Linked DNA regions of Mus musculus: regions 2, 3, 4, 5, 6 and 7 are each linked to region 1. Evidence: chromatin contacts called from public HiChIP or PLAC-seq data. All regions are on one chromosome and are shown on one strand. Each heading gives the region's core, a stretch centred on a gene start, on an enhancer-like site or on the middle of the called end of the contact. The rest is flanking DNA. Distances are from core to core; before and after follow the strand shown.

Region 1 (3,506 bases), core at 478-2,977:
CTCGGAAGACAACTCCAGGATGGTTTACCTTCCTCCAGGCAGGGTGGCCACAAAGGAAGGCCTCCACACTGCCAACAGCACTCCTCAGCCGCTTTTGTCCCCGTGACTGCATTTAAAAGACTTATTAGGTACATTCAGGCCTTCTGGAGACGTCCACCCTGAACAGCTCACCCCATCGCTCTCAGAGCCAGAAGCCCAACCCCTCCCAGGGGAAGGCTGCTCCCACTCTCCCTGGCTGGCTCTCCAACATATTCATTCATCTGCTTCCTCAGCCATCGCCAGGGCTGGCCAGCATGCTTCCTTGTAGGTGGAGCACTGGGCTCTCCTGGCTTCTGGTGGGCCGCCAGCTTCCCACACCAGGGCACTGGGAGCTTCCCAAACCGTTCTCCCTAGAATCATTGTGAAGACAAAGGCAAGAGGCACATCTGCCCCGCCCACCAGGGATCCCTACCAGCCTCTTCTAAGGGTCCCCCAAAGGTACACAAAATGCCTGGCGTGTGAAATAGCTTTCTAGTGGGGTGTCTTTATTCCCGAAGGGTCGGACGCGCTAGCCCCACCCCAAACCTCCTCTTCTCTGCTCACCAGTCAGGATTCTCTGCTGCCTTGGGGTTAAACCTGATGTCGCTGTTCACATTAAACAGGACGTCGTCCTCTGTCAGAGGAGGCACAGCCCCCTGGTAGAGAGGGTGCTCAAACAACTTGGCTAAGAGCGATCCGTCCCCGCTGGGGCCAGGGGGCGGTACCCGCGGTCGGGGCCCCGGGTCTCGAAGCAGCGGCCGATGCGCTGGGTCACGGGGTGGCGGGGAACGGGGCTCCTGACCCCGCGGAGCGTGATCCACCGGCTCTGCTGCAGAAGGCAGCTTCTCCAAGGAGTGGGAGGTTAGGTTAGAGGCTGGATCTGAGCTGAAGTCTTGCAGGATGCGCAGTGTGTGTTTGTTGGGCCAGCCTGCGTCGCCACCGGCGGACTCCCCCGGTCTGCTCCTTGCCTGGGCCCAGCCTGGACCAGCTGCCTCTGCTGCCGGCTGAGCGCAGGAGCAACCGGGCTCCCCGGAGGATCGCGTGGCGCGTCGGTCCAGCTTGGGTAGCAGGTCAACAGCAATGTGCAAAGCGCAAGCCAGTAGGAATACTACCAGGATGAGCACGCGAAACCTGCGCACCAGTATCATCTTCATGGCCGCGCAGGCCAGCGGGCTGGGGGGTTCGGGACGCGCGCTCCACCGGTGCCCCTCAGCTTGGCACCAAGCCCGCAACGACCCGCGGGTCAAGGTCCATTCAGTGTACTAGCAGCTAGCAGCTCGGGGGCTGTCCCCAGACTTGGACGTCGTGAAGGACAACCGCCACCAAAGCACCAGCTCTCCAGGCCATTTCGGGGGGCGGCCAGCGGCCCTCGTCGGTGGAGCGGGTGGCAGTGGTGACAGGGAACGCAGGGGCGTACGAGGGTCTCCGGGACGGCGACCACACTCAGCGGGCGTGTAAGCAGAAGGCGCGGCTGTTCATCCCGTCCAAGGCGCGACAGATCCGATCCAGAGCGCGGTGCTCCCGCTGGGCCATGCCGGGTCCTGGGCAGGCGACAAAGCGGCTCCTCTGTTCTGTCAGGCTGAGGCTGGGAGACCGGGCTGGAGAGACAGAGGCGAGAAGGGGAGCGCGAGGGGGCGCGCAGGGAGAGGCGACGATCTGGCAGGTGCAGCAGGCCGACCCGGAGCGCAGCGCCCGCACCGCCTAGCTCCAGGCGCCCCGCGCCCGGCCCGCTGATATCCGAGCGCGCCGGAGCCGCCCCCCGCGTCAGCGCCCGCAGATTGGCGGAGCCGTGGCCCCGCGAGGCCCGGCCGGCCCGGCGCTAGCCCGCGCTCCCCTCTCTCCTCCCCCTTGGCCGCGCCCCGCGGTGTCGCCGCGCCTCCTCCGCGCTGAGCCGGGAGCCAGAGAGGCCCGGCTGGGAACCCGCAGGCAGCGGTGGCTTCGGCCCTGTGCGCGCGGCTCTCGGCCTGGTAGCCTGCGTCCCTGAAGCTCCACGCGCCGCCAGTTGCAGCCGCACAGCTCCTCCCCGGCGAGTGGAGGCCAGAAAACAGGCCAAGTCCCTCCCCGAAGCCCGCGGGGCGTCTGCGCGGCCGGACAAGCTCCTCTCCGGGCGGTGTCCTGGCACCTCGGGTACCCGCAGCCCACTAGGTGGAGGACGAAGAGACGACGTTGCCACGCGGCGGAGAGAACGGCGGAGGAGCGCGTTGGGCCCCCGATCCGATGGGACTCCAGAAGCTCGGCAAGGCTGCCGGGCCCACCCCACCCCAGGGGACACGCCTGCGCCTTAACCCTGGCGGCGCCGCGCGGAGCCTGGCTGAGTGGCGCGGATGCGCGGGCGGTGGGCGGGGCGCGTCTCGCTGCCTGCCCTCTGGGATGCTAAATCGGGGTGCACAGTAAAAAGAGATCTGCTTTCACCACGTGGCTTCATTTGTGGCCACAGGGCTTCTGGATCCCCAACCCCTAGTAGGAAGTAGGAATCTCTGGGAATTTCTGCTAAAATTCTGGGAAGGTAAGCGTGAGAGGGTCAGCCACAGATCCACAAGCTGAGCAGACCTCAGGGCTTCAAGCACCTGCAGATTTCCACAGCAGCCCAAGCCAACTGCTGTGTAAGGGACTGAGGGGCGGAGTCTGTGCTCTACGGAGCCCCTCTTTGTCATGCTCTCTTGGCTGTGCTCCCCGGCCCTGGAATGCTCTCAGCTCGAGTTCTCTATGAATCAAGTGCACAACTCATGTTCTTTCTGAAGATTCAGCGACAAGTCTGTGTTAGTTGACGTTCAGTAGACACCCACTAGCTGCTTGTTAGGGACGAAGAGAGTCGCAGCCAGCTAGCTGGTCAGCAAAGGTGCCTCCTAGGCCTTTAGAAAGGAAGAGAGGGTGGAGTTCCACACTCCTGTAACAGGAGCTGATGCCTGTGTTGGGCAGCATAGTGGAAACCCAAGAGTGCAGTGGGTGGGGTCTTAATAGAGGTGCACTCCCCAAGAAGGTATGGCTTACATCATGAAAACTGAGGCATTCTGCATTCATCCGGCCCTCCCACTCACACAGACAATGAGTTTGTGTGTGGAGATGGTGGGCCTGAGGTGGGAGTAGGACGGAAGCACCCACAACCTGGGACCTCTGGAGAGAGACGAATGTCATCAGGGTAGAGTCACCTGCTCCTGGGAGCATCAGTTCGTGGGGCTTCCCATTGTCTCCTGGTGTCCTGGACAGTCCGTTCATCACAACTGTGTGGCTTCTTAGGGGAATTCCTGGCTCTCTGGCTCCTACCCTAAGGAAGCAGGGTGCTGTAGCCAGTGTAAATGCAGTGGACCTGCCTGCTGTTTCTGCAACAACACCTGTTGCTGTCTGCTAACATAACTCTCCTTTGTTTCTTTCCGCCCTTCTGCCCCAGGATGCAGGCACTTCACAGAGGGTCTCAGAAGAGGCTCTGCTCTCATAGCTCCACCCAGAGGCCCCAAGAAGGCCAAGGTGATTCATGCAGAAAAGGTTTC
Region 2 (3,506 bases), core at 351-2,850, 490 kb after region 1:
CTCTTTATATTCACTTCAACCGTAGTCTGTGGGCGCGGATAGAACAGTATGGCAGGAGTCGACTGCAACGTGCTGTGGCTGAGCTCCGGGCTCGAAGAGAAGCTCTGGCTAAACGTTGCTTGGTGGGAGGTGAGGCTTTAGACCCCAAATACATCGCTGATGCAAAGCTCCGTCCTTTACAGTTTGGTTCAGCTAAGGTATTGGGCTATGTACTTCAGAGTGGACTAAACCAGAAAGACAAAGAGGAATGTGAACGCTTGGCTACTCCAGAGCTACAGTATAAGGATAAACTTGATGCTAAGCAGTTTCCTCCTACAGTCTCCTCGCCTCTCAAGACCTCAAGGCTACTGTCCCCATAGGTATCAGACTACAAATTAGGACATATGCGACGGGTGGAGGACCTCTAGGTGCGTATGTATTTCCCTTGGAAGGAACAGGAAGTTTGCTCTAAGATGAGACTGTTGTTGTCTGGACTTCCTCTAGAAATCCCAGCAGAATCTGTTGCCTCCCCCAACCCCTAACTTTGCCACTTCAAGCCTCAAGACAGATTCATGTAGCAGTTCCTCAAAACCCCCTGGAGGGGCAAAAGATGACAGCGACACAGAGAAAGTTTGGGGCATGATATATGTCCATTTCTCTACGAAATATTTGTTATGGAGCTGTGCTAATTTCACTATCAAAATATTTGTTGGATGAATAAATGCTACGAAACGTTTACTTATTTTTTAAAAGGTTATTAGACTTATTTTATTTTATGTGTATGAGTGTTTTGCCTACATGTGTAAATGTACCTGGTGTCCACAGATCTCCTGGAACTGGAGTTACCAAATATTGTGAGCCACCATGTGGGTGTTGAGACCCAACCCCTGGTCCCCTGCAAGAACAGCAAGGGCTCTTAACCAAAGAGCCATCTCCCCTGCCCCCAGTTCTTTGTTCTATGTAGGGCTCTAAAAGGAGAAGTGATGGAGAATCTTTTATTGGACAGAAATTAGGCTAAGTAATGGGGTCTTTCTTTTCTTTCAGTATTCCCTCAATGCTGGGGATACAGCTGTTGGTAAAACGACTGGCTAGCATGAGGTTGAGGCTCAGGCATTCCAGTAACACACATACACACACACATCACCAATAATAACAACAACAACAACAAAATATCAGAAAAAAAAAAGGCAGCGGTGTGGCTCAGTTTGCAGAATGCTTACCTAGCATTCATGAAGCCCTGGGCTCAACGCCCAGCCCTGCATAAGTCAGACCTGATGGCACATACCTGTAATGCCAGCGCTCCGGAGAATGGAGGCAAAAGGAGCAAAAATTTGAATTCATCCTCAGCTTTAGAGGAAGTTTAAGGCCAGCTCGGGCTACAAGAAATGCTGTCATAAAAGGGAAGAAGCGTGGGAGAGAGGGAACAGAAAGAGAAAGTCAGGGAAGAAAGCAAGAGAGAGAGGGAAGAAGAGAAAGAAAGGAAAGGAGGGAGGCGGAGACAAATAAAAATAAATTCTACCCAAAGAAGCCAGTCTAGCATCCTTAAAGGTTCCTCAGCAGCCCGCACTCACCCCTCGACTCAGCCAAGAAGCCTCGGAGGCCACGCCCCCTTCCTTCCGCTTCCGCTTTCTCTCCAGTCATTCAGCGCCCGCACTCCTGGTCTGGCGCTGCTGGGTCTAGGTTCCGGGTTCGTTTCTCTGGTTTCCGGGCCAGGCTGGTGTGTCCCGCTGCCTGCCGGGCGGAGCCGCGGTCCTCCGGTGTCTGGACTCGCAGGCCGAGCTCCCCCGGTCCCGTGGCTCCCTGCCGGCCCGGTCTCGGGTCGCATCGTCCTCCCCACCCAATGGAGTCCCAATGCGACTACTCGATGTACTTTCCGGCTGTGCCGCTACCGCCACGCGCCGAGCTGGCCGGGGACCCGGGCCGGTACCGGGCGCTGCCCCGGCGCAACCATCTGTACCTGGGGGAGACAGTCCGCTTTCTGCTGGTGCTGCGCTGCCGAGGCAGCGTGGGGGCTGGCGTTGGGGGCGGCGCGGGCTTGGCATCCCGAGGGGCCTGGACCGAGCTGGCGACCTCCCTGGCCGCCCTGGCCTCGGTCAGCGCAGGAGGAGCGCTGCCAGGGTGCGGCAGCGCCGGCGACCAGGATGCTGACCCCCCGGGGGGAGGGGACCCGGGGGGCGGGGGTTTGTTTCGAGGTTGCAGCCCCCTTCTCACCCACGGCCAGGGCCCTGCTACCTCAGGGGGCGCGACCACGGTGAGGATCTCTGGGTGACAAGGGCTGAGGGGAGGTTTGCTGGAAGCTAGAAAGATAGTTTGGAGCATGGATTCCTTAGGGACCTGATGTAGGAGGCAGATGACAGCATTGTCCTGTCCTGCAGAGGAACCTAAGACGGGAGGCATATGATTTCAAGAAGGGGTGGGCATAAAGACTTGCTCTGTCTTGCAGAAACGTTAAAGGAGCCTGAATCTTTGCCGCCATCCTGACATTTTCACCCCTTTCATATAACCCCTAGCTGCCTGTGGAAGAACCGATTGTGTCCACAGATGAAGTCATCTTCCCACTCACCGTTTCACTGGATAGACTGCCCCCAGGGACACCCAAGGCCAAGGTAGGATAACAGAGCTGAGGCTGTTGCCCTATAATTCAGATGACATTTTAAGACCCCTCGTGATCATGGTCCGATGGCTCCTGTACCTAGATTGTAGTGACCGTGTGGAAGCGGGAGGTCGAGGCACCAGAAGTCAGAGATCAAGGCTACCTGCGCTTGCTACAGACTCGATCTCCTGGGGAGACTTTCCGTGGAGAACAGAGCGCCTTCAAGGCCCAAGGTGGGGGAGAGGGGGAAAGCTGGAGCTCGGAGAGGAGTAGATTAGAGGGTGCCACACTGTGATGTGGAGGTCTTGATTTCCTGCCACATCCTTTCTCTGCAGTGAGCACCCTATTGACGCTGCTGCCCCCTCCAGTTCTGAAATGCCGGCAGTTCACTGTGGCTGGAAAGCACTTGACCGTGCTCAAGGGTGAGCAGATCTGCTGGCGCAAGGCTTGACTAGCAGCAAGGGAATGGGTCCAGTATGTTAGGTAAAGGTGGAGTTGGGGTAGGAGGGTTCTCACTACTCTGAGCTGGGCTTGTTCCCGCACAGTGCTGAATAGCTCTTCCCAGGAAGAGATCTCCATCTGGGATATCCGAATCCTCCCCAACTTCAATGCCAGTTATCTACCTGTCATGCCTGATGGCTCTGTGCTGCTGGTGGACAATGTCTGGTGAGGTTCTGGGGCAGGAGGCAGAGCTGTGGCGTGGTTGGGGACAGAGATGGGAAGTGGCAAGCTCATGTCCTGCCTTTCTTTCTTCTGAACTAGTCACCAGTCTGGGGAAGTCTCCATGGGATCCTTCTGTCGGCTTCCTGGAACATCTGGCTACTTCCCCTGTCCACTTAGTGCCCTGGAGGAACACAACTTCCTGTTCCAGCTGAGAGGGGGTGAGCAGCCCCCTCCTGGGGCCAAGGAGGTGAGCTGGTGTGATCACAGAAGT
Region 3 (3,506 bases), core at 574-3,073, 470 kb after region 1:
ATTTCTGTTTGACTGGTTTATTTCTATTTAATTTTAGAGCAGAGTCTCATGCAGACCAGGCTAGCTTGAATTCACTATGTAGCTGTCCTTAACCCTCTTTATCCTCCAGCCTCCTCGTCCCATATTCTGCGATTACAGGTATGTGCCACCATATCCAGCTTTCAGTACAGCATTTCTGATACTGTCATATGGCCCCACATACACTACAACCATGCTAGAAAACAACAGAGAGGAAAGCTGCTGGGGATGCAGAAGGAGCTCCCAAGTTCAGACCTCTCACCAACGGCACTCACCACTCTGCAGTTCCCTGTGAGTCTCTGTCATCACAGGGTAGGATGGAGGAGGAACAAGGAGACAAGGCCATCTGTGCACGTCTCACAGACTTTTGAAGTGGGGAAGACTCACTGCCTGAGGAAGAGCCATGGTGCTGGGTAGAAGGTGACCACAGAGTAGGCATGTTAATCCAGCTGTAGGAAAAAAGGAAAGAGTTCCTACTACTACTATATCCCTCTATAGACCATCATCTTTCTCTCCCAGAATGTGGTCTCAGTACTATGGGATAGAGCACCAAAACCAATAGTCAACCTAACCACATCGAGGTATTATGGTCACTACTGCTATAAGGGCTTGCAAACAGAAACCTGAAACTAGGAGTGATGCTGTAGGCTTGTAATTGCAGCTACCTGGGAGGCTAAGGCAGGTTGCTCATCAAATTCAAAGTCAGCCTGGAACTCCAGAGTAGCCTGTAGCCTGAGCAACTTAGTGAGACCTTATTCAAAATAAACAGTAAAAAAGAGGCCTGGGGGTTATAGCTGAGCAGTAGATGTTCCAAGACTCTGGGCAGCACCCAACTTTCAGTATGGCTAAATAAATTAAGGCCACAGGACCTGGGTCCAATCTTCAGTATAGGTAAATTAATTAAAATAAATAAATAAATAACACCAGAGGATCTGGGGCCAATCTTCAGTATAGGTAAATTAATTTAATAAGGCCAGAGGATCTGGGGCCAATCTTCAATATAGGTAAACAAACAAGGCCAGAGGGTTTACACAGAGCAGTTTCTGAGCAGCTTCTGGCACAAATCCCTCTTAGAGGAATCAGAGAGGGGTACACTGGCTGAGGCTCAGCTGCTAAAACCGAACCAGCAAAGCACCTCAGATTTCCATTTCTGAAACTCATTGTCTGACTCTACAGGAAATGGGAGGCTATTCGTGATCCGGAAGCAGAGGTGTCATTTGAGTTAAGCCACAAACATTCCAACGAGTAAAGCGCGTTCTCTACTTCCAGAAAGCGCGCTGCATAAGGTTGACCCCAAGCTTATTTGGGCTGTGGGGGAGGAGGGAGCAGGGTGTCTTCCGTTTATGAGGCTGCTTATCTCTCTGAATCAGAAGATGGGGTTTCCGGGCCCGGCGTGGTGGCGCACGCCTTTAATCCCAGCACTCGGGAGGCAGAGGCAGGTGGATTTCTGAGTTTGAGGCCAGCCTGGTCTACAGAGTGAGTTCCAGGACAGCCAGGGCTACACAGAGAAACCCTGTCTCGAAAAAAAAAAAAAGGGTTTCCGGCCTCCATAGCGGACACGAGACAGAGCTACAGACCTCAGTGGAGACAGGGGGTTGGAACGCTGCCTATTTATGGGTCCAAAGGGGCAACCTCACAGTTTGAACTTGGAAGAATGACCTTTAGATGAACACGGCTGAAGAAAGGTCACCACCTCAGAGGTCCTTTCAGGTCTCAGTGGACATCCCACCTCGGTCGCGAGACGCCCGCCGCAGCTGCTCTTCTTCCTCTGGTGGCGGGCGGTTAAGCCTTAGAAAAAAACGCGGGAAGGCACGGGATAAGCCGTGCGCAGGCGCGAGATTAACTGGTCTTCGCGCGGCTGAGAAGTGTCGCGAGACTTGGCGCAGCGCGAGCTCGTGCTAACCACGTTCCTGCCTCTCAGCGCGCTTGGCTTCGAGCAGCCGCCAGGCATGTAGCTGTGCAGTCCTGTCACGTGGGCTCCAGCGCGTGCGGAGTCGCTCCATCCTGGTCACGCCTCCTTTACTCCTATGTCCCCTTCCATTGGCTGAGCGTTTGCTGCTGCCTTCAGTCCGGCTCTTCAATTGCAATTGGCTCAGTTTCACCCAAACCCCGCCTTTCGAGCAAAATACCACGCCCCTTCTCAAGACCACAACCCCTACCCCTGCCAGCCTCCGCCGTGCGGGCCGTGTTCCGCCCCTGCCGAGTTGCCGTTCCACATTGGCTTCACGGCTACCCTGTCCCCGCCCCTGGGGCCGGCTTCTTCTTATCATTGGCGGGCTACCGCTTCGGGCCCCGCCCCCTGTCCCGCTCCCCGGCTCCCATTGTCTCCGCAGATGCCTCCTGGTCCTGCTACGGTGCTGGGGTTGTTCAGTTTTAGGGGACACGCTCCTATTCTTTTCTTCGAGACGTCCCGCGGCCGAGAACGGGGTTCTAGAGTTCCGCGGACTCTTCTTTCCTCCTTAGGACCCACTTTGCCCCGTCCCAGGGAGGAGAGCACCTATGTCTGCGCTGCGACCTCTCCTGCTTTTGCTGCTCCATCTGTGTCCGGGTCTAGGGCCGGGACATGGGAGTGAGGCAAAGGTCGTCCGGAGTTGTGCAGAGACTCGGCAGGTGCTGGGGGCCCGGGGATATAGCTTAAACCTAATCCCTCCCTCCCTCATCTCAGGTGAGAAGAAAGAGGGAAGAGTCGGGGTGGGAAGGGGCGGGGACGGGTCCTCCCCATCTCACAATAACTCTTTCCTTTCAGTGACCATTATGATGATTGTTTCATCTGTTGAGCATCTTTCTTCTCCAGTAACTTCCTTCCCGGGATCACAATAAACCTGCTGCTCATATAATAACTCTCATTCAGTCCCCACCCAAGGAATTCCCTTCTCTGTAATTAGCACACCCGTTAGTGTCTTTCTAACAGCCAGAAATCGCCTTGCAATTCCTGTGAGCTTCTATGACAATACTTTCTTGCTTACCAAGTAGCCCCACCCCTACAAATCCCGTTCTTCATTCCATAGTTGTCCCATAAGTCCCTGGAGGAGTGGGTTGTGCAGTGTTGGGGAGGGTTACCTGAAGACCCTCTGGTCACTAATATGGCCCTCAAAGCAGCTGTTCAATAGATGATCCCATTACAAATAGGAGTGAAGCTGAGATGGGTGAGGGACAATAAAAGAGGGTTCAGGTAGGGCTGAAGGGGCAAACAAAGGAAAAAGCAACCGGGCAGGTGGAAGACAAAAATCAGCCCCCAGAGATAGGCGAGGGATGAAAGGAGATTCCTAATATCCCTTCTTGCCATCCAGTCCTCCTCCCTGTCTCCTCTGCGCAGGTGAGCACCTTCAAGTCTGTCCTCAGGAGTACACCTGCTGTTCCAGTGAGACAGAGCAGAAGTTGATCAGGGATGCTGAAGTCACATTCCGTGGCCTGGTAGAGGACAGTGGCTCTTTCCTGATTCACACACTGGCTGCCCGGCATAGAAAGTTTAATGGTGAGGACCTTTG
Region 4 (3,506 bases), core at 418-2,917, 450 kb before region 1:
GCATGCACGCACGCAAGCACACACAGCAGCTGGCTTTCACATTCATCCCCTTTCTGCTCTCTCCCAGGAAAAACAAAGGGTAAATAAATAAACTGAGGCCGCCAACCTTCGGGAAATAAAAAGTACCTCTCCAAATCTCTGGCCCAACTCTCCAGTGAGGACATGGGACCACACACCTGTGACCCCAGCACTGGGGAGCTGGAAGCACAGCACCCAGATTGCAACTAAGAGCCTGCTGGAGCTACCAAAGACCTACCCCCAACAAAAACCTAACGACCAAAAAGGTAGGGCAGACGATCCTATCAGACCCTCTGGTGACTAGAGCATAGACTCATGCCCAGTCCCCACAGCCTGGGTAGAGTTCTCCACAGCCTGCACGCTATAAAAGTGCCGGCCTGAGCCGGGCAGTGGTGGCACACGCCTTCAATCCCAGCACTTGGGTTCAGAGGCAGGTGGATCTCTGGGTGTTCCAGGATCACCAGAGCTGTATAGAGAAACCCTGTCTCGAAAAAGCAAAGAGTTCAAGACTGGCCTGGCCGAGGAAACCAAAAGAGAGAAGAACCAGAAATTACTGCAACTCTGCTCAAGAACATACCCAGGGCTGGACCCACAGGGCTGTGCACACCTGTGATCTAATCCTAGGTACGTGGAAGCAAGAGGGTTAGGAACTCAAGATCATCTTCTACTATATAGTCAATTCTAGGCGGGCCTGGGCTATCTGAGGACCTGTTTCAAGATGCCAGCTTAGTTGCACACATCCCTTTTACCCCAGCACTTAGGAAGCAGACACAGTCTGGATCTTTGTGAGACCAGCCTGGTCTACACAGCCGAGACAGTCAGAAGTACGTAAATGAGACCCTGTCTCCTGACACAAACAAAGGACCGAAAAGGAACATGAGGTTGGGACGCAGAAAGAAAAAAGAAAAGACCTTAGGAGAGATCTAAAATGTATGAACAGTCAGGTTAAAATTCGACACCGGTGCAATGGACGGAATGGTAAAATCTAATTAGTATTTGGTCCAGGAGGCGCGAAGCGCACACCGCAGGACTACACTTCACTCTACACAGCGGGGAGCACCAAAGTTCGCCGGGCTGACTGCATCGGGTCCCCCCGGCTGCATCCAAAAAAGCTCCAGCGGGCCAGCTTTGGTACCGTCCTGCGTGCCGGGCTGGGGGCGAAGGCAACTAACACGGGATAACAAGCTGGTGGCAGGGTGTGCAGGCCAGGGACTCGCTACCGGGCCCGCGCCCATCGCCGCACCTACAACACCTGTGCCCCAGAAGGGAGCGCCCCGGGGATGGCGCCTGCGTGGGTGCGCCTCGACGGGTGGCAGGAGACCCCGGAACCCAACACGCAGGGGTCCGGGGCGAAGGGGAACCAGAGTGCCCGGGCACACGAGACAACTGGACTCAGGGCGCCGGGGCGCGCGCGGCCTGGCAACGCGAAGGGCGTCACGCGCGTCGTGGCCAGTTGGCGGTTCCCACTTGGGGCCATCCCTGCAACCTACATCCCGGCCCGCCCTGAGACAGTCCCTAGTACCCGAGAGGAGTCCGCAGCGCCCACCCGCCTACTCGTCCCCTACAGCCCGCTGGCCGCAGCTCACCTGCCTCGCGCCGCCGCCTCAGGCCTCGTCCGCACCGCCCAGGCCCGGGACCGAAGACTCCCCACATCTACAGCCAATCGCGCGCCGCGCCGGGATCGGAGGCGGGAGCGACGCGAACGTCCGTCAATCCCAAGCGCGCCTGCTGAAGCTCCAGGCCAATGGGGAGGCCGCTGACCCGCCACGGCCCTGCGGGGGGCGGGGAAAGGGCGGGACGTGTGGCGTCAGTGGGCGGAGCGGGCGCGCTGGGACTTGAGGGGCCGCACCTAGGGAGGCTGCTCCTCTCCGGTGGCGTTAGAATTAGGATTCTGTGCAGAGGCGCACGCGCGCGCTGAGTTCCAGGCAGGGCTTCAGTGGGCCCAGAAGATCCGACTCCTGCTGAAGGAGCAGTGGGCTCCCAAACACATCCTCTTCTCAGTTGTCCCCGCGTAGCGTTTGCAGGAAACCTCCGACGCCCTGCCCTGCCCTGCCCTGCGGGCTGGAAGCCAGAGCCTTTTCTCCTGGGGACTCCACCCACCAGGCCCTCTCTCACTTGCGCAGTTTTGCAAAACCTTGAATTGCATTTGTTTTGTTTATAGGCAGGGTTTTATTCTGTAACCTTGACTGCCCTAAAACTCTACTGTAGACCAGACTGGCGTTGAACTCGCAGAGATAAGCCAGCCTCTGCGAAGCAGGACTTACAGGCGTGTGCCACCACGCCCCTCTTGGTTTTTCCTTTTTTAACTGTCTCACTGTGGCCTAGAATTCACGACATAGCCCTGACTGACCTCCAGTTTGCCACAATCCTCCTGCTTTATCCTCCCAAGCACTGAGATTACTACCATATGCCACAGGCAGCTGGCTAGCTTTCACTCTTTTCTAAAAGTGTGTTTGTGTGTATGTCTGTTTAAGTGGATGATGAATGTGTGTGTGTGTGTGTGTGTGTGTGTGTGTGTGTGTGTGCCTACAAAGGTCTCAAATGCCCCAGAGCTGCCAAAAGGGGATGCTGGCAACCAAACTACAGTCCCCGAATGACCAGCAAGTGCTCTTAATGGCTGAGCCATCCTTCCAGACCTTGGCTTTTACATTTTAAAAAAATTAATTAATTTTTTTTTTTTTTTTTTTTAGAGAGGGTCTCCATGTAGTCCTGGCTGCCCTGGAACTTGCTATGTAGCTCTGCCTGCCTCCACTGGGACCAGTAGCACTTACCACCATGCCTGGCTGGTTTTACACTTTTTAGAAAGGGTCTGGAGCTGGGAAGATGGATTAGTTAGTAAAATGTTTGCACTGTAAGCGTAAAGACCTGAATTCAATCTCAGAATACGAATTTAAAAAAACCAAAAGCCTAGTGCTGTATGTTTGTCATCTCAGTGCTGGAAAGCAGAGACTGGAATCCCTGGAGCTTGCTGGCCACCAAACTAACTTAACTTGATGGGAACCAACCCAATGAGAGATCCTGTCTCAGAAAACAAGGTGGATGGTGGTTCCTAAGGAAAGACACTAGTGAAGGCACATGCATGTGCACACATCTACACACAGACAGGGTCTGTTGCCATTGATGGCTTGGGATGCCTCTCTTTCCAGCCCAGTGCTGGGATTACAGGCATGTGCCCACATAGCCTGCTGCTGCAGCTTGTGATAGTCACTCAGGATGCACACACTCACCTCCTTATATGGCAAGCGTTTGACAATATGTTGATTTTTTCCACTGGCAAGTTGAGAGACTTTTCTGTAATAAATGTTAGAGGCTTTCGAGCCACATGGATATTTGTGGCAAACATTGAAGTCCACTATTAGTCAAGTGGGTGGATTTGGCAGGGCAGCTGGCTGGCTCCGCAGGCCAGAGAGCCCATTGTTTGCTGAAGCCTGGGCCAGCTGCTGGACATTTGGATTTTGTCAGTTAGAACTGTTGTGATTAAAGCTTTC
Region 5 (3,506 bases), core at 508-3,007, 420 kb before region 1:
GAGACAAGGTCTTGTTATATAGTCTAGGCTAGCCTGGAATACCTGATCCCCTGCTTCCACTTCCTGAGTGCTGGGATTACAGGCGTACACCACCACTCTGAGTGCTGGGATTGCAGGCGTACACCACCACTCAGTGCTGGGATTACAGGCGTACACCACCTCTCTGAGTGCTGGGGTTGCAGGCGTACACCACCTCTCTGAGTGCTGGGATTGCAGGCGTACACCACCACTCTGAGTGCTGGGATTGCAGGCGTACACCACCTCTCTGAGTGCTGGGGTTGCAGGCGTACACCACCTCTCTGAGTGCTGGGATTGCAGGCGTACACCACCACTCTGAGTGCTGGGATTGCAGGCGTACACCACCACTCTGAGTTTATGCAGTGTTGGAGAAGGAATACAAGGCTTCCTGTGAGCTAGAGAAACACTCTACCAGCTAAGCCACATTCCTAGGCCGTAGGCCCCGATCTTGTTTCTTAACTTTGCATTACATTTCATTTATCTATTGCACTCGTGTACTACACGTCCACAGTGCACACACGGAAGTCAGAGGACAACTTGCAGGAGTTGGTTTCCTTCTACCATGTGGGCCCTGAGGCCTGAACTCAGGTAGTCAGGTCTGGAAGCAAATGCCTTTACTCACTGGGCTCCAGTCCAGAATTTACACCAAATTTTACTTCAAGGCTACCACAAGCACTGAAGCAAAGGCCCCCTGCAAAGGCAGTGGCTTCGGTAGAGCTTTCTGTAGTCCCCTCCAACTCTCTCACAGGCATCTCCATAGCTCAGGCAAGAGTGCAAGGAAGGGGTGGGGAGTGGGAGTCTCCGGTTGTGTGGTAGGTGGATGTGGTGGTGCTACCACTCTGGCTTGCTGAGAGAGCCTTCTCTAAGAATCCTGACTCCCTGCCAGAGATGACATCCTTAGACTGAGTCTTGACTGGACAACCAACCTTTCATTCTACCATTCTGTGATTATAAATCAAAACCAAATAATATTTTGTACTGACTAGTTTTATGTTAACTTGACACAAACTAGACTCAGCTGAGAGACTAATTCTAAGGGGACCACGACTGAAAAACTGCCTCTCTAAGATCTAGCTGTAGGCAAGCCTGCAGGGCATTTTCTTAATTAGTGGTTGAGATGGGAGGAACCTGCCCATTGTGGGTGGTGCTACCACAGGGCTCCTGTGCTATAAAACAGCAGGCAGAGCAAGCCAATAAGTAGTTAGTAGGCAGCCCTCTTCAGTGGCATCTACATTAGCTCCAGCTTTCTGTCCTGACTTCTCTCAGTGGACCGTGTACAAGTGAAATAAACTCCTTAAATCTCTTTTGATTATGGTGTTCCGTCATGGCAATAGAACACTAAGACAATGCTATTTTCAAACTGTCCCTACCCAAACAGTAGCAATCTCTCACTCAGTAAGTCATCTGCATAATTGGATTCTCTAGACTGACCTGATCCCTGGAGAGGTCTGAAGTGTGTCACTGGGAACCTGGCCCAAACCTGGCAGCTGTGTTTGTGGGTCAGGGGTGGCAGTGTTCCTCAGCATACTGGGTGTGTAGAAAAGGCTACAGTCTGGTGGCAGCTCAGCCATTCTCTCACTCCACTCCTGTGTACACGCCTGCCCGAAGGCCTGTTGCCAAGACGCTCATTAATACCTTTTTATGGTCCCTTTTCAGCCCTGAGGTTTTTTAGATCGCAGGAAACAGAATTTCCTGCAGCGTGTGAGAGGCTGGCAGTCAGCCCCACATTAAGAGTGCACTCGAAGGAGAAAGGTTAGAATGAGAAACTCATAGGGAACTTTATAGTTTGCTTACCACACTTCACAGTGACAGGTTTTTTGATTTTGGGGGTGGGGGATGGGGTGAGGTGGGGGGAGGTGGCATCCCAGGAGCTCGCACAGGGCTTAAGTTCTCAGGTCTCCATCTGCAAGACCCAGGATGCCAAGGGTCAGGATTGGAAGGTCCCAGAGTGATTTGAATCTTAGTCTGTTCAATGAACCAAGGAGAGGGAGGGGTGTGTGTGTGTGTGTGTGTGTGTGTGTGTGTGTGTGTGTGCGTGTCTCCTCGCTCTACCCTCCTCTCCAGGATGAGCTGCTGTGTGTGTGTGTGTGTGTGTGTGTCCTCGCTCTACCCTCCTCTCCAGGATGAGCTGCTGTGTGTGTGTGTGTGTGTGTGTGTGTGTGTCTTGGCTTGCTTCCCTCCTCCCCTGAGAGCCTGTTCTTTCCTAAGCTCTTTGTTCCACTTTCCCTTTACTTCAAAGCCATAAAATCTGAGGCTCTTAGGTTGCAGAGCTGCCCCTGAGCTTTTCTGAGATAACAGACTACCCTTAAGCCTTCACCATCAATGCTAATTTAGTCAGGTCTGTTAGGTCTGAAAGGTGCCAAAAGCCTTTTAAAACAGAACAGCCGAAACAGAAGCCATTAATAGTTAATGCGCCCTAAAACTTTCTCACTCGATGGAATTTTAATGACTCCTCTAAAGTGACTTTGATTTACTGTCTGTGTCTCTGTGGTATACTCACCAAGATCACTGTTTACCTAGTGGGGTGGATTCTAGAGATACAGACCACCAAGAAGCCCGGACTTTAGACCTTGGGGGCCCTGCCCAGGGGGTCGTGGGAAGACCCATCCAACACATACGTGGGCTGTACACAGACCTGAGGGTCGACCTACCCCTGAGAATCGACAGTGTCCTTAGGCCTCAGCAGCATCATGGACAGGATAGAGAAGAGCTTCAGGCGCATGTGTGGGTCTGTGGAGGGCTGGAGACAGGCCCTGAGGGTGGGGATCACATGCTGCAGCGCTTCTCCCACAGCCGGGCCTAGGAAAGAGAACAGGGGCTGCAGCAGGCCACCGATGGCTTCCCAGGCCTCACTGCTGGGGTAGGAGCCCTGCAAGCCACAGGCCATGGCTCGCCTTCCTGACATGCTGCTCTCCCAACTGCTGAGGACACTAACAAACTCCAGCATCGCCCTCCCTATGTGACCAAGACACAAATCCAGCTTCTCTTTACAACTTCTAAATTATTCTAAATTATTTTTTTTTGAAAGATACCCCAGAAGGTGTCAGACCCCATTACAGATGGTTGTGAGCCACCATGTGGTTGCTGGGAATTGAACTCAGGACCTTCAGAAGAGCAGTCAGTGCTCTTAACCGCTGAGCCATCTCTCCAGCCCCCTAAATTCTTTCTTTCTTTCTTTCTTTTTTTTTTTTTTTTTTTTTTTTTGGTTTTTTCGAGACAGGGTTTCTCTGTATAGTCCTGGCTGTCCTGGAACTCACTTTGTAGGCCAGGCTGGCCTTGAACTCAGAAATCCGCCTGCCTCTGCCTCCAAATTGCTGGGATTAAAGGCGTGCGCCACCACGCCCGGCCTAAATTCTTCCTTAAATTATTATTATTAATTTTTTTTACTTCAGGAAGCTAGAGAGAGAACTCAGAGATTACACTGGCTGCTCTTCCAGAGGTCCTGAGTTCAATTCCCAGCACCCACATGGTGGCTCACTCTGATGTCC
Region 6 (3,506 bases), core at 644-3,143, 410 kb after region 1:
CTCTGCTTCTGAACATGAGTTCAGTGGAAGAGGGTTCCAGGACTCCACCCCAGCTATACAGAGAGTCCATCATGAGGAGACCAGGTCAGATAACAGGGATTGAAGGCCCAGAAGAGCTGGGGCTTCTTATGGCCCTCAGCAAGACCTACAGGTTCAGGACATTCCACCCCAGCCTGGGTCTCAGGCCCAGTCTCTTTTGGCTCTAAGCTGGTTCCTTTTTCCCAAGGTACTGAACCTGCCTTTAACATTTCTAAAGAAGCCAAGGCTAAAGTCCCAAACAGAAGGACCACTTTATGGACATTGGTAAAGAAATCATCTGGGTGTTTGGAAATGTGTGCAAAAACAGGATGTAACTGAACCTTTGTCGTACTCTTCGGCTCACACTTGTGTCCATTTATGCACACTCAATAACCACATCCTGGCTAGCAGGGTTTGATGACACTGATCAGAAGCTTAAGAATAGAGCAAGATTCATGAAGAAGCCTGGTGCCCAGGTTGAAGACATCAGTAGATAGATGTTCCAAAGGCCTGTAGTGGACCAAGGGTACCTGTCATTGAACTTCTAAGCATTTTTCCAGGGTACTGTGCTCCAGACAGTCGGTGGAAGTTGGGAAGAGTGTGGGGAAGTTTCACTCATGCCAGAGCATACAGTCCATTCTCCATGGAGATGAAGCTGCTGTGTGTAGAGGCCAAGTGGGGAGGCTGAGGAGACAGGCATGGGGTTGGTGTGGGTCACTAGTGGGGAGCAATGTGCCCTGAGGCATGTGTTGGTCAGAATGGACTACAGCCTCATACAGAGCTGCTAAACAGGGTGGCTGGAGGTTGGGGAAGGTATTGGGATGGTGGATCCACCCCAGTGGCCAGGGATGGTCTTGGTGGGCTGTAGGGCATGAAGGAGAGTCAGATAAGACCCCAAGTCCCTGTCCAGCTGTGGACCCCTGGTATCCTGCTCCAAACATCCTCCTTCAAGCCTTACCTGAGTCTCCACCTGTGCCTGGGTGCTAGTGAGAGATGGCTGAGATTTACTCAAACACCTGTAAGACAGAAGAGGCAGAGTTAGGGGCAGAAGGCACCTAACCAAGTGGTGTGTGGATATTACTGAACCCAATCTCACCAATGCCTCTGCTGCCACCGGAGACATAGTATAAAGATGAAACCAAACAGGAAAACTCCTGAGGTTCCCAAGATCCTCACCAGGTCTGCTTGAAGATTGAGGGCTGGAGTTGGGGCAGAGAGTCCTAGACACAGAGAAAAGTGTCAGATGGGCAGCCAGTGTTAAGATCCTCCCCGTCTCCCGCCTCTCCCCAGACATACCTGGATCTGATCTATGCAGGTCTCTACAGGCAACCCTGGAACCATGAGGAAAGGTAACAAACTCGCAGCAGAATGTGGTGTTGGCTAGAGAGCTTCTTGCTTTGGATTGTCCCATGGTCAGAGTGACAGAGACGCTGTTTGGGGTTTCCCAGTGGGCCTGCCTGGCAGGAGCCCACTGCTGGGTACCAAATTCTGGATGTAACACAGCTAGTTTGGTCCTTCCAGCGTCAACAAATCCTTCACAGCTCACTGTTACCAGGGAGATGAGGCTATATCCTAAGACCCCACAGTGAACTGAGAAAGACGAGAGGTTGGTGGCCTCCATCTGGACTTGCACCCACACCTCAGGGCTTGCTGAGGAATGAAAACAGGAAGGTCAGTGCCTGTGTGTCCATACTGTCCACCCCCATGGCCCTACACTGCTCTGGCCTCTCCACTCACCTTCAGAGACACAGAGGGTCAGCAATGTTGAGAATAGAACCAGGGTCTGCATCTGGCCCATATTTGTTGCATGGGCAGCCTGTGTGTTGCCTGTTCTCATGGCTGGAGGTTTTCACATTGTCAGCAGTTAGAGGCACTGTGGTAACTTCCCACAACCTAGCCTTATTTCCTTTTTGCAGGCCTCAGTGGTAGTGAACTCAGGGTAATGGGTTGTCCCTCTTAAAGTTACAGTACCAGGCTTTGCTTGCTACTTCCTAGATCTGCAGTAGTAGTGAGGAAAGCTGCAGAGGTCGCTGAGGTCAATCGTCTCTTTGCCTCAGAGAGAGGAGGGTCCATGGCTGCCCCTGAGGAACTTAGCCCTTATCCCATTCAGCCCTACACAGCTAAGGGGCAGGGAATGGAACAACTGGAGATTGCAAGATCCTAAAATCAGGAAAGCCATTGTGGAGGCAGTCAGGAGCCAACCTGAGTGACCCAGCACACCCCAAGGTGTGTTCTCAGTATTACATACTAGTAGTCCCTGGTTTGAATCTGCAATTCACCATCCCTTCCCAGCTCCTGTCCCATGTCCACCTGGAAACAGGCAATTCTGCCCAATGGCTACCCAGCAAAAGCTTGTCTCTGCCCCACCCGGTGTGAGGCAGGTGCCTGGCAGCGCAGCATCATCTAAAGAGGACTGCTCACAGCCCTACCCCCACTTCTCCCTTTCCCACTCTCTCAGTTCCCATGTGTTCCTGGCAGGCCTCTCTTGCTCTCTTTCTCTCTTCCTGTCTTTCTCTGTCCTATCCTTTCTCTGCCTCTACCTCTTTCCAGGTTCCCACTCCCATCTCCACAATAAATCTTTATACAGGCATGCTGCATGGTGTGATTCCTCAGAGGAACATCTCGGCACTGTCCTGCCAAGTATTACTCCTACCATGTTATACCACAATTTATATTTTATATTTCATAACACTAATAAGAGTGGTCTTCACTTGTCCCATTCAGAGCTCTGCTTGTTAGCACATTAACTTCAAACTGCTTAGCCCTGAAGCTGTTTGTTCATCTCCATCCTGCTGACTCCCATTCTGACCAACTGATTTCTCTCTGCCTCCCTTACCACCATCTACCTATTAATGTCATCTGCTGGGAAGAGCAAAATAACAAATTGGCTTGCTGATCACCCCACATCAACCTTGGCTTCACTGCAGCAGCCCAGGTGACCCTCAAAACACACGGATCATTCCTTTGCTTGCTCTTCCTTATTTCTCTAGGAACCAAAACATTGAAGTTTCTCTCAGACCTGCTTCTGTTCTTAACTCTCCCCACCCCCATGTGTCATATTGCTATGTGACATATTGCTTTATTGAATTGGGAAGTCCCAAGGGCAGGTTGGCCCTTGCCCATGAATTGTGTCATGGAGGCAGTCACTGTCCCCACCAAATTGTTTTTTCTTTCCACAAGCATTGCCACTGCTCTTTGTCCTACACAAAGTAATTTAGAGAATGCCACAAATTGACCAGGATGCTGCGGTATATGTGGTGACAGGTGACCGACCCTGTCCAGGGATCAGAACGCTGTGTACTGAGAACCAGAATCCCAGGTCTACACCAGAGCCCGGGCTCTCTCTATCTGAACACTATTTTGTCTCTTTATCCTTGCCGCTGCAGACATATAAACTAGCCCTCACAGTGCCTACCAGAGTGGTCTCCAGGCCTTTGTCCCCACAGTTCCTGGTCTGGCCAGCATTCTCTTCATTCTTTGATCTCCTC
Region 7 (3,506 bases), core at 381-2,880, 400 kb before region 1:
CTGGAGGGCTCCTGTCTGCCCCCCACCAGCATGGAGACCACCCCAGCACCGGACTTCCACTTCCGTTCTGTCCTTCCCGGCAAGGCCCTAAGCACTAGGCCCTGCACTGAAATTCTCTCAGTGGATGAGCACATGAGGACACTTCTATTAACAGAAGCACATGGTTTCAGGACTGTCAAGCAGAAAACTCCCAGTACCTGAGGGACGTCATCGAAGAGTCTTTGAGCAAAGTGGGAAAGGACATCATCCACCGAGTTCCCACTGCCAAACTGGATCACAGTGCCCGTGGCTTCGATAACGGCTACCCGGACCTTCCAGTGCTGGTGGGAGATGGTCTGCATCAGGGGGCCTATCAAGGACTCCGATTGCATGTGGAAGTGCTCTGTGGGATTAGGGAGGCTGCTGGTTATGCGATACAGCTGCATGGGGCCCTGTTCTGTGGCTACCATCAAACCTTCCTCTGGCCTCTGCTAGCCTCAGCTCCCACTTTTTCTCTCCAATGGTGCTGGGAGCTGCTTATGCTCCAGGCATCCGGAGGGATATATACACCTATTTCACAAAGTTGGCTCCCCCCTACCCCCGGGAAGACTTTAAACACTAGGTAGGGCCTCTTAACTTTTCCAAACTCTAGTCTAGAAGGAAAAAAGGGAAAAAGCCCTGATCAAGCAGGGCTGTAGATAGAGGGTAGAAATAAACGAGAAGCAGCCTCCCTTCATCCAGGAAGTTAGTGACCCGTGTCAGAGACAGAGAAGACACTGGAGTAAAGAAACTGAGTTGAGTTGTCCTTTCCCACATGAGTCCCATAACCCAGCATAAAAATGATCATGAAATGGGTGTGACACAGGTCTGAGAGTCTAGCACTTTAGGCTGAAGTAGAAGCAGCGTTATGTTTGACACCAGCCAGGGCTACATGGTGAGATCTCTTGTCTCGTGCCCCCTCCCATCGGAAATGACCTTACGAAGGAACCAGCCCACTTTAGTTCAGTTTCTGGACATCTAGGTAACCAGGGAAGCGGATAGGACGCTCACCCGGAGTGGCACGGGCCAGAGCGGCTGCGCACTCGCAGCCCTCCCGGCGCACCGCAGCGAAGGGGTCGAGCAGCGCGGCCCGCAAGGCGCGCACGGCGTCGTCCAGGTGGGGCGCGAGCGCGGCGCCGCCCAGGTCTACGGCGAGGTGGAGCAGCTGCACGAGGGCGAGACGCAGCTCCTCGCAGGGCTCCGGCGGCGGCCGCGCGAGTTCAGGTCGGGCCAGGCGTGCGCTGAGCGCCGGCAGCAGACGCGGCAGAGCGTCGCGGGGCCGCGCGGCGCGGCGCAGGCCAAGGTCGAGCAGGTGAGCGGCCAGCGCGCGGCAGCCCTCGGCCGGATCGCTTAGAAGCCGCAGCAGGCGCGGCAGCAGCAGACGGGCCCAGGGGCCCTGGAAGGCCGCGGAATCCGCGCCGGGCCGCACCGCCTCTTCCAGTACCTGCTCCAGAGCCTCCAGAGCGCGCCGCCGCCCCAGCTTACTTTCCGTCTCCAGCCCCGGTAGCAGGCGGCTTAGCGCGCGGGTCAGTTCCGCGGCTTCAGCCGCCTCGGTTAAGCCCGGGGCCGCGGCCACCTCCGCCTCCGCCGGCGCCGCCATCTTGAGCGCGTTGCCTGTCTCCAAGGGAACCGGCGCTAGTACGATGGTCCGAGCACGCTTTACGGCAAGACTTCCGGCTGCCTGGGTTGCTCGAGGCTGAGTGTGCGCCCCTTAGGAGTGATGCTGGGGGAGGGGCAGGGAGTAAGGGAGAGGCGGGGCCAGGGAAGTGGGCGGGCAAAGGGCTTAGAGGGCGGAGTGACGGGCAGGAGGACGAGAGAGGCTAAGAGAAGCAAGTGTAATTGGCTAGGTCCGGGAGTCTGGGGTGGGGCGCGAACCTTGAGGGCGAGGCAGAAGACAGCAAGCTCGGCAAGGGCCTTGGGCGAAAGAGGTAGTGGGCGGTACGAGGGGGTTGGTAGGCGGGACACGGGCCTCTTGGGTAGGGGCTTAGTGTAAAGAGAGGGGAATAAGGGATAATGGGAGGGGAAAGAACCAAATAGGCGGGGTGTGGACTTCGGGAGCATTGCAGGAGGTGGCAGGCGGAGCCCTGGTTTTGTGGGCGGGGCGAAGAATAAGGGTCTACGGGAAGGAGGCGGGGCAAGGAGTAGTGGGTTGGATGGGGGGGTAGGTGGGCGGGGCATGGGCCGCGCAGCTGGCTGACAAGTTTCAATAATAGGTGGGGTGCAGGTTTGGGGAAGGGACATAAAGCTCGAGGGAGGGGTGGGGGTCTGAGTAAGGTGAAGCGTGAGGATTGAGGTGCCTGAGACAAGGGCTGACAGGTGGGACGCAGGCCTTAGGGCGTGGCAAATGGCTAGGGGCGAGGCCAAGAGTGGGGCTGTCCTGTGCCTGAGTCTGGAACTTGGCCTGAGTGGCCAAGCTTCTGCAAGCCTGCACCTTCAGGTTCCTTTCCTCAGGGGCAGCTTAAGCTGAGGTTCTTTCTAATGGTGTAGATATGGCTGATCCTTACTGGGTTCCTCAGAGGTCATGAAGAAGTCAAGTGTGAATCTGCCACACGGTCTGACCTCAGTTTAGACATGAGGTATGCTCGATGGCTGGAAGTGTTTTTTTAGGGGGTCAGAGATGGTATTGTCAGTGGTCAGGACCCCCCACTGGGCACTTCCTAGGCCTGACTCAGTGCTGCATGACTTGGGCATCCAAACGAGTCACATCTGAGAACAGGCTTATAATGTTAGGGGTTGGGTTTTGTAACAAATTTGGCCTTTTTTTGTTGTTGACATTAGTTTTGTGGGAAATTGGTGTGAACCCTTAGGTGTTTTGAATGTGGCGTGGAAGCTTTAGGGGAACCATGTAAAATTGCTTAGGGTGGCAAAAGAGTTGTGAAGAGAGGTGACTGGCCAAGCAAAGGCTTGGTGTTAGAGGTGTCATGGACTCGTATGTCAAAGTCTTAAGCCTAGTCCATCAGAGTGTGAGTGTCTGGAGGTAGGATCTTTGCAGATGTCAAGATTGAGATATTGGGGCTAGCTGCTATCCTCATAAGGGGAATTTGGCATAGATGTGCAAGCCGTGAAAAGGCTTTGTGAATGTTAGGTGGGCAGACGGCAAGCCCAGGGAAGCAGCCCTTCCAACTTCATCTTAGCCCAGCATCCCAGTATGTGAGGGTTGTGGCCGGCCGTGGCAGCTGAAGCTGACGGTGCTTGTCTGTGGCCAGGGGACCTCTTAGGGGAAGGAGAAGTGTCTTGTAGGGAACAAGGGGATGTGCAGGACAGCCAGGATAGCCTTTGTCTCTCTGCAGGGAGCCAAGGAAGATGCTTTACGTGGAACACTGAAAGCTAAGTCTGCACTTTTAAGGATGCCTGTGGCTGCTGTGAAGGTTGGGATGGGCCAGCAGGGATGGCCTGTAGGTCCTGTGAGCAGTAATGAGTTTGCCTTTCCTGTTCCCTCCATCTAAATACAGCTCAATACCCCACAAGCAACACCCAGTAGGAAAAGG

The links. HiChIP or PLAC-seq counts read pairs in DNA pulled down with a chosen protein or histone mark.
Region 2: an H3K27ac HiChIP or PLAC-seq map of bone marrow-derived dendritic cells shows a contact between it and region 1, with 6 times the contacts expected there. The contact joins the promoter of Map11 here to the promoter of Fam20c in region 1. A contact is called at or near these places in 2 of 39 promoter capture datasets (embryonic stem cells and neural stem cells), 2 of 484 Hi-C or Micro-C datasets (both in embryonic stem cells), 12 of 115 datasets of contacts at active chromatin or transcription factors (bone marrow-derived dendritic cells, bone marrow-derived macrophages, embryonic forebrain and 5 more) and 1 of 9 other capture datasets (macrophages).
Region 3: a contact with region 1 is called in an H3K4me3 HiChIP or PLAC-seq map of forebrain, with 4 times the contacts expected there. The contact joins the promoter of Stag3 here to the promoter of Fam20c in region 1. A contact is called at or near these places in 4 of 39 promoter capture datasets (the 3T3-L1 cell line, hippocampal neurons, liver and 1 more), 3 of 484 Hi-C or Micro-C datasets (all in embryonic stem cells), 11 of 115 datasets of contacts at active chromatin or transcription factors (astrocytes, bone marrow-derived macrophages, embryonic forebrain and 5 more) and 1 of 9 other capture datasets (liver).
Region 4: an H3K4me3 HiChIP or PLAC-seq map of forebrain shows a contact between it and region 1, with 5 times the contacts expected there. The contact joins the promoter of Sun1 here to the promoter of Fam20c in region 1. A contact is called at or near these places in 2 of 39 promoter capture datasets (embryonic stem cells and neural stem cells), 15 of 115 datasets of contacts at active chromatin or transcription factors (astrocytes, bone marrow-derived dendritic cells, bone marrow-derived macrophages and 11 more) and 2 of 9 other capture datasets (adipose tissue and embryonic stem cells).
Region 5: an H3K4me3 HiChIP or PLAC-seq map of stem cell-derived neural progenitor cells shows a contact between it and region 1, with 2.1 times the contacts expected there. The contact joins the enhancer-like site here to the promoter of Fam20c in region 1. A contact is called at or near these places in 6 of 39 promoter capture datasets (the 3T3-L1 cell line, embryonic stem cells, hippocampal neurons and 1 more), 1 of 15 datasets of contacts at CTCF or cohesin (the NIH/3T3 cell line), 3 of 484 Hi-C or Micro-C datasets (the HL-1 cell line and nephron progenitors) and 13 of 115 datasets of contacts at active chromatin or transcription factors (SST interneurons, bone marrow-derived dendritic cells, bone marrow-derived macrophages and 10 more).
Region 6: a contact with region 1 is called in an H3K4me3 HiChIP or PLAC-seq map of bone marrow-derived macrophages, with 4 times the contacts expected there. The contact joins the promoter of Pvrig here to the promoter of Fam20c in region 1. A contact is called at or near these places in 6 of 39 promoter capture datasets (the HPC-7 cell line, cranial neural crest, frontonasal cranial neural crest and 2 more) and 2 of 115 datasets of contacts at active chromatin or transcription factors (both in bone marrow-derived macrophages).
Region 7: a contact with region 1 is called in an H3K4me3 HiChIP or PLAC-seq map of embryonic stem cells, with 14 read pairs. The contact joins the promoter of Dnaaf5 here to the promoter of Fam20c in region 1. A contact is called at or near these places in 9 of 39 promoter capture datasets (the 3T3-L1 cell line, 3T3-L1-derived adipocytes, cranial neural crest and 4 more), 3 of 484 Hi-C or Micro-C datasets (embryonic stem cells and nephron progenitors), 11 of 115 datasets of contacts at active chromatin or transcription factors (the NIH/3T3 cell line, astrocytes, bone marrow-derived dendritic cells and 7 more) and 2 of 9 other capture datasets (adipose tissue and embryonic stem cells).

What each region holds. Positions count from the first base shown.
Region 1 is chr5:138,753,302-138,756,807 of GRCm38.p6, reverse strand. It overlaps Fam20c (family with sequence similarity 20, member C), which reads right to left and starts at 1,727. Exons shown (of 10, transcript NM_030565.6): 1 at 583-1,727. The coding sequence starts at 1,172.
Region 2 is chr5:138,262,146-138,265,651 of GRCm38.p6, reverse strand. Map11 (microtubule associated protein 11) reads left to right here and starts at 1,600. Exons shown (of 11, transcript NM_153161.3): 1 at 1,600-2,230; 2 at 2,490-2,585; 3 at 2,676-2,805; 4 at 2,908-2,994; 5 at 3,118-3,238; 6 at 3,335-3,482. The coding sequence starts at 1,820. Gal3st4 (galactose-3-O-sulfotransferase 4) reads left to right here. Exons shown (of 4, transcript NM_001347507.1): 4 at 1-731. The coding sequence ends at 359. 6330418K02Rik (RIKEN cDNA 6330418K02 gene) reads right to left here and starts at 1,607. Exons shown (of 3, transcript NR_045821.1): 1 at 1,551-1,607.
Region 3 is chr5:138,278,826-138,282,331 of GRCm38.p6, reverse strand. It overlaps Stag3 (stromal antigen 3), which reads right to left and starts at 1,823. Exons shown (of 34, transcript NM_016964.2): 1 at 1,678-1,823; 2 at 294-467. The coding sequence starts at 457. Gpc2 (glypican 2 (cerebroglycan)) reads left to right here and starts at 2,395. Exons shown (of 10, transcript NM_172412.2): 1 at 2,395-2,683; 2 at 3,335-3,493. The coding sequence starts at 2,518.
Region 4 is chr5:139,198,798-139,202,303 of GRCm38.p6, reverse strand. Sun1 (Sad1 and UNC84 domain containing 1) reads right to left here and starts at 1,667. Exons shown (of 23, transcript NM_024451.2): 1 at 1,605-1,667.
Region 5 is chr5:139,173,437-139,176,942 of GRCm38.p6, reverse strand. Dnaaf5 (dynein, axonemal assembly factor 5) reads right to left here. Exons shown (of 13, transcript NM_001081265.2): 9 at 2,670-2,817. Among named protein-coding and RNA genes, the nearest start is that of Dnaaf5, 25 kb to the right of the region's middle. Within about 2 kb of position 1,757, at least 89 of the 459 cell types and tissues checked have an H3K27ac peak or open chromatin away from gene starts, as enhancers often do. A contact at or near this core is called in nephron progenitors and stem cell-derived neural progenitor cells, where this site is marked.
Region 6 is chr5:138,340,318-138,343,823 of GRCm38.p6, reverse strand. It overlaps Pvrig (poliovirus receptor related immunoglobulin domain containing), which reads right to left and starts at 1,893. Exons shown (of 5, transcript NM_001378438.1): 1 at 1,756-1,893; 2 at 1,315-1,668; 3 at 1,115-1,238; 4 at 977-1,034. The coding sequence starts at 1,855.
Region 7 is chr5:139,148,359-139,151,864 of GRCm38.p6, reverse strand. It overlaps Dnaaf5 (dynein, axonemal assembly factor 5), which reads right to left and starts at 1,630. Exons shown (of 13, transcript NM_001081265.2): 1 at 1,030-1,630; 2 at 198-382. The coding sequence starts at 1,618. It also overlaps a transcript of Prkar1b not described here.